Linked DNA regions of Mus musculus: region 1 is linked to region 2. A link is a contact called in public promoter capture Hi-C data. All regions are on one chromosome and are shown on one strand. Each heading gives the region's core, a stretch centred on a gene start, on an enhancer-like site or on the middle of the called end of the contact. The rest is flanking DNA. Distances are from core to core; before and after follow the strand shown.

What was found. Promoter capture Hi-C pulls out the DNA fragments that hold promoters and counts their contacts.
Region 1: a promoter capture Hi-C map of liver shows a contact between it and region 2, with 3 times the contacts expected there. The contact joins the promoter of Nxph1 here to the promoter of Umad1 in region 2. A contact is called at or near these places in 2 of 39 promoter capture datasets (liver and stem cell-derived epiblast-like cells).

Annotation. Positions count from the first base shown.
Region 1 is chr6:8,948,633-8,951,332 of GRCm38.p6, forward strand. Nxph1 (neurexophilin 1) reads left to right here and starts at 1,387. Exons shown (of 2, transcript NM_008751.5): 1 at 1,387-1,675. The coding sequence starts at 1,622.
Region 2 is chr6:8,257,883-8,260,582 of GRCm38.p6, forward strand. Umad1 (UMAP1-MVP12 associated (UMA) domain containing 1) reads left to right here and starts at 1,406. Exons shown (of 4, transcript NM_001302354.1): 1 at 1,406-1,611. Rpa3 (replication protein A3) reads right to left here and starts at 1,259. Exons shown (of 4, transcript NM_026632.4): 1 at 1,118-1,259. The coding sequence starts at 1,216.

The sequences.
Region 1 (2,700 bases), core at 137-2,636, 690 kb after region 2:
CGTCCCCCCGTGGCCGGGCAGGACCTCGGACAGCGCCCGCGACACCAATCCTTAGTCGCCTTGGGGCTTTCCAGCCTTGCTGGTAAAGCTGGGGCTGCTTCCTGTGCTTGCAGCTTCCAAAATTTCGTCACCACACCCCTTCTGAAACTGGGACTCATCGCGCCTGTTGTGTGGCTTTCTTTTTCTTCCGAAAGGTTCGGGTCTTATCGCTCAAGTTCAAGTCCGGAGGACTTGCCCAGTCTCCTCCCCTTAAGTCATTCTCTATCCTCTGGCAACCGCGGAAATCCGGGAGTCCTAGGCTGCTGGTGTCAGTGCCAACACAGGCAGTCCGGGTCGGTCGGGTGCAGCAACCGGGCGCATTCGTCTCTCTCCCTCCCTTTCTTCCTTCCTCCGTCGTCTTCTCTACCTGCCCCTCCTTCTCTTGCCTCTTAAGTTTCCTGCACCGGGAATTCAACTGTGCCAAGCCTAGGCTCCCGCGGACCAATCCGGATCGCGACCCGGGCACTGGGACAACGACTCCGCCAAGGCTGGACGAGGCAGCTGGACCTGTCCTCGCCCGAGCATGGAGACGGAGCTCCGGGGAGGGCACGTCCCGGGCGCTGGAGACTCCAGGCCGTAGTAGCTCCTCCATGGAGCCTGTTCAGAGCGGTTCTTGCTCGCTGCATTTGCCTCCAGTCCTGTGCGGTATGTACCGGTCGCCTCCACCGTTCTTGGCAGGGACACGTTGGGGCAGGGTGGTGGTCATCACCAGGAAGGGACAGCGGGGTGAAACTCTTCTTGGGCATAAGGCATGTCTAATAGGTGACCCTCAGAGTCCCAGACAGGTTTCTACTGTAGAAGTTAGCAACTGGCTGTGCCCCTTCGTTCAAAAAAGTAGTGCTAGGGATGTGATTGTGGGTGTCTATCTGTATTTCAGGAGGTTCAAATGGGTAAACTGAGCCCCGCTTTCCTATATGCAAATTGCACCCCCCTCCCCACCCCCATTTCACGGGTACCTAATCCGGGTCAGTTCTACCTACCCTTGCCCTGCCCGCACCCCCCTCTCTCAGTCTCTTGCTCGCTTGCTTTTGCTATCTCTCTCTGCTGCTGTGTACGTGTGTGAACCCTGCCAGGGCTGGCGAAGAACCAGCCGCCGCCTTTAGTCCCAGCCTCCCGCCTTCAAACACTAGGGCAGGTCTGGCTGCCAGAGACAGTTGGCCTCCTAACCAGCCTGTGAGCTGCTCTCTCTGTGCCTAACCCCTTCTGGCCTCCGCCGTTCGGGCGCTGGCTTCCGAGACGCGCCGGGCTCTGGGAACCCCCTGCCACCGCTCAAGCCCGCCCGCTCGCTCGCCCGCCCGCCTGCGGACCGCACTCGCTTGTTCCTGGAGCTGGATTGGCTCGCTTTTCCAATCTTTGCGTCCCCCTTCCAAGCTTTTTGACTCCATCACTCCACACCAAGAGCCCCTTTCCCCTCGCTTGATCGTCAGCCTTGTCCGCGTGGTCATGGGATGTCTAATTTCATTTGTATCTAGGCTGCTGAGAGCGCTCCCTGCTCTGTAAAGTGGATGTCAGGTGGATCTATGTTTTTGAAGGAACAAAGACTCAGCCAAGGCACCGCCAAGGAAGTTTGAGAGGAGGGAGGATGCAGGCTGCGTGCTGGTACGTTCTTCTCCTCCTGCAGCCCACCGTCTACTTGGTAAGTGGCGATCGGTCCGGTCCGGCATCTTTGAGATACCTCCCTAGCCTGGAGGCCAAGCAACTGGGGTGAGAGGGGGGGGGGTGCGGGAGGGCGAGGCCGCCAGTTCAGTGAGAGCTGAGTGTTCCCAGAGAGTGGAAGAACTTTGGGAAGCTTTGGTTTGGATTCCTGCGAGAGTTTTTCAGGCTCTCATCCTCATTTTTTGCTCTATTTTCCGTCTCCCGGATCATGATTCTTAACAGGACCTTACAGGTCCAGAAACCAGGAGGTAGTAGGCGAGGATGCCTTGGGAGGAAGGGGAGAAGAAAGGTATTGGGAATCATGAAACTCTTAGCAGCACTTCTTCCCCCACCTAGTTTAAATGAAAGGGGGTGGAGGTGGGCTTGAAGAGCCGAACAGGAATCTACTCACTGCCCCACTGCCCCAGCGCCCCCAATTTGGGTTTGTGGCACATCAAGAAAGTGCAGGTAACTCCCTGAGACTTACAGGGGTGCAGCTGGTGTAAGTTTATCCGCCAGACACATAGCAAACGACCAGGCAGTTAGGTCAGAGATACACCTGCAAACATAACCCTCTCTCGCCTTCCAAGGTCCAGTTGCCATTAAATAACAGAAGCATAGTTTCAGTGAGGGGTTTCTTTTTAGGGAATGGCAAGCCTTGTCACTAGGGAGAGAATCTTGTCCTGTCCAGGTTCCTCCAGAATCAGTTTTCGGAGGTTTGGACTTGACACAATCTTAGAACCGACGCGGGGAGAATCGCTCTGTGTGGCTAGGGAGTTGTGGGCATCACCGCGAGCCTAGGAGAGTGTGATATTTTCTCCGCGTTTGATTTCTCAGAGGGCCAGGGACACTCGCGTTCTGCCGGCGAGGTTGAGCCTAGTGTTCTGAACTCCACAGCAGATTCCGGGCCACGGGAGTGCACCGAAAACTCAAGGTGTTCTGTGGAGGGGCGAGGAGCGCAGGCGCTGCGGTAGCAGCTGGAGTTTTCTAAACCGGCTGGATAAATGGGACTAAGAGTGGTGTTAG
Region 2 (2,700 bases), core at 156-2,655:
AGTTTATTTGGTTCAAGTTATAATCTTATTACCTGATCAGATGATTGTAAGCCCAGTTAATTTTGAATTTCTAATAAACAACAAATATTTGCTTAGTGTTTTGTGTGGTTTCTTTTATTTGCAAAAGACACTTGGTACACTAAAACTAAACGAGGCTTTCACTGTCTAATGAAATTCTGCCAACATTCTTGATTTAGTACATCTCACAGAATACCTTCTTTTTGAGGGGTTGTTTGTTTGTTTGTTTTCGAGACAGGGTTTCTCAGTATAGCCCTGGCTGTCCTGGAACTCACTCTGTAGACCAGGCTGGGCTCGAACTCAGAAATTCACCTGCCTCTGCCTCCCGAGTGCTGGGATTAAAGGCGTGCGCCACCACCGCCCGGCTCAGAATACTTTCTTTTAAAATTAAGAACGATGATCTAAAAGAACTGGTTGCCAGATCTGAGGAAGACTTCCCTTGAAACTGAGCTCTGCCACTCGATGTGAGGTTTGAGCAGCTCAGTCAGCCTACCTGTTTAGTTAGAAATTCTTTTCCCTTAGAAAATGTGTGAATGAAATGACCTAGCAGGTAAGTCCTTACAGAGGATTTTCTTTCCCTCGGCACTCTCAATTTCTGGGCCTTTGGGCTTAATTTTTACCTATAGGAAGGACGAGGCTGCAATCTAAGACTGGGCTAGATACAAGGTATCTATAGAATATGGGAGGGGCTATCAAGAAATGTTTCATAGGGAGACGACTGCAAAGTAGAAAAACTAGGCCCATAAATAGAGACGGCTGCAAAAGACAGGGAAGCAAGAAGCTAAGTCTGGCTAAAACAAAAACTCGAACAACAGACAGAGGAGCCAGGTTTGTAAATACCTTCCTGGTAAATAAAGAAAGGGGGCGCGGAGCGCTTGGATCTAAAAGGTCATTCCAAACAGTTTTGGGGACATAAAAGAAGCGGCACCAAAATGTTGCTGCAATGGCTTAGCAGTTTCCACAAGCTCTTCTTGTGAAAACTACAGCAAGCTGGAGGGCAATGCTGCTTAAAGGTGACCTGCTCCCAGCCTCAGCTCCCGACCCCGCAGTCCTTCCCGAGTGGCCGTGGTCCCGTCCTCTCGCCCGAACCCGCATGCACCTTTTCCAGCTTCCCCACGAAGCACACGGGCCGGTCGATATACTGTGGTAACATGCTGGCGTTGACGCGCGCTTTGGGGAGCTGCATTATGTCCTCCATGATTCTGCCGCCAACACTCGCAACCCGCAGGAAAGCAGAAAATGATTGACGCCCAGCGGGCGGCCGCGCCAACCCGGGCAGATTTCCCGAACACCAATCAGAGGAGACGTACGCTCCAGACCCACCAATCAAATCCACGGGAGCATCTGGTTCGCTCGCACCGGGCTGGCGGAGGGGCTCAAGGCTTCCGGAAGTACTGGTAGACTGCCTAGTGACGCGCGGCGTTCCGGAAGTCACTGGGGCCGAAACCCGGCGGGCAGTGGAGGCGGGACTTAGAGGGGCGGGGGCTGAGGCCTGGGACCCGGGATCTGGAGCGGCCGAACGTCGACTTGACCCCGGAAGTAAGCTGAAGGACCGTGGTGGGTGGCGAGCTGCGGGCTGCGGCGGAGTCTCAGGTAGCTTTCTTGCGGGAGGTGTCTGGATCTCCGCGCCTCTCTCCTCCCGAGGGCTGAACCGTCGGGGTGGTGGGCGGAGTCGGGCTCCTGGTCCCGGAATGCCGCGGTGCGGGCACTGACAGTTGCCAGCTTTTGCGCGGGTGGCGCGGGTGCGTGCCTAACCTGGGGTTTGGGGTTTTTATTTTTGAGCCAGTTCTACCTGTAGAGAACCATCGTCAGTCTTTACCCCTCCCTCAGGAGGTTGTTGCTAGGAGACGTTGTGTAACGGACCTGCCTGCTTTACCCACTGGCAGCAAGAGGTGCTGCCCCTCTCTTTACCTTGGACCTTTTGCTAGCCTTGGCGGTGTGGAGGTGTCCATTTCCTCACCTCCTGGGTGCTGGCGTGCATTGGGGCTCCGGTAGAGGAGGACCCCCGGGAAGGACTAGAGATGACAGGCTTCACCAGCTGTTGGACCCAAGCTAGTGCTCCTCCACTGGCGTCACATTTTCTCTTTCTGCAAATGAGGGGTTGACTGCTTTGTAAGGTGCTAGATAACTCTAATTTTGGGTTGTAATACTATATCTAGTTCCCCGAAGTACTCAGAGCTGGCTGTCTGAAAGACAGTTTATTCCAAGATTTGAAGAAAATTGTCGGATGTGTTTCTGGTTCAGAAAATGACTGGATGCTGGTGGCTGTTGATTTTAGTAATTTCACCAGCAAGGGATTGGTACTGAGAAATTTCAAAATGAACGCACATAAAAATACCTTCAAAAGAGGTTGCAGAAATTAAAACATAATTTTAATTGCGTCTCATAATTATGTGGAACAGTGTCTGGATTTTTCTAAAGCCAAAGACTTATTAACCTTCAAATTCAGGGCTAATAACTCAGTTCCAATAATTCAGTTCCAATGTAGCCTGCTGTTGCTGCCTTAAGTAATAAAATACAAAGATCTGGTTCCATCTATTTAAGAGTGAAATCCAATCTCCCCTATTTAAACGATTGTTAGCTCTCCTTAGTGTTCATGTGACATTTAATATGTGTGTCTTAATTCTGTTGTGATTAAAACAAGTTTAAAATTTTTTTCCTTAGTTGTGGGCTGCATTTCCT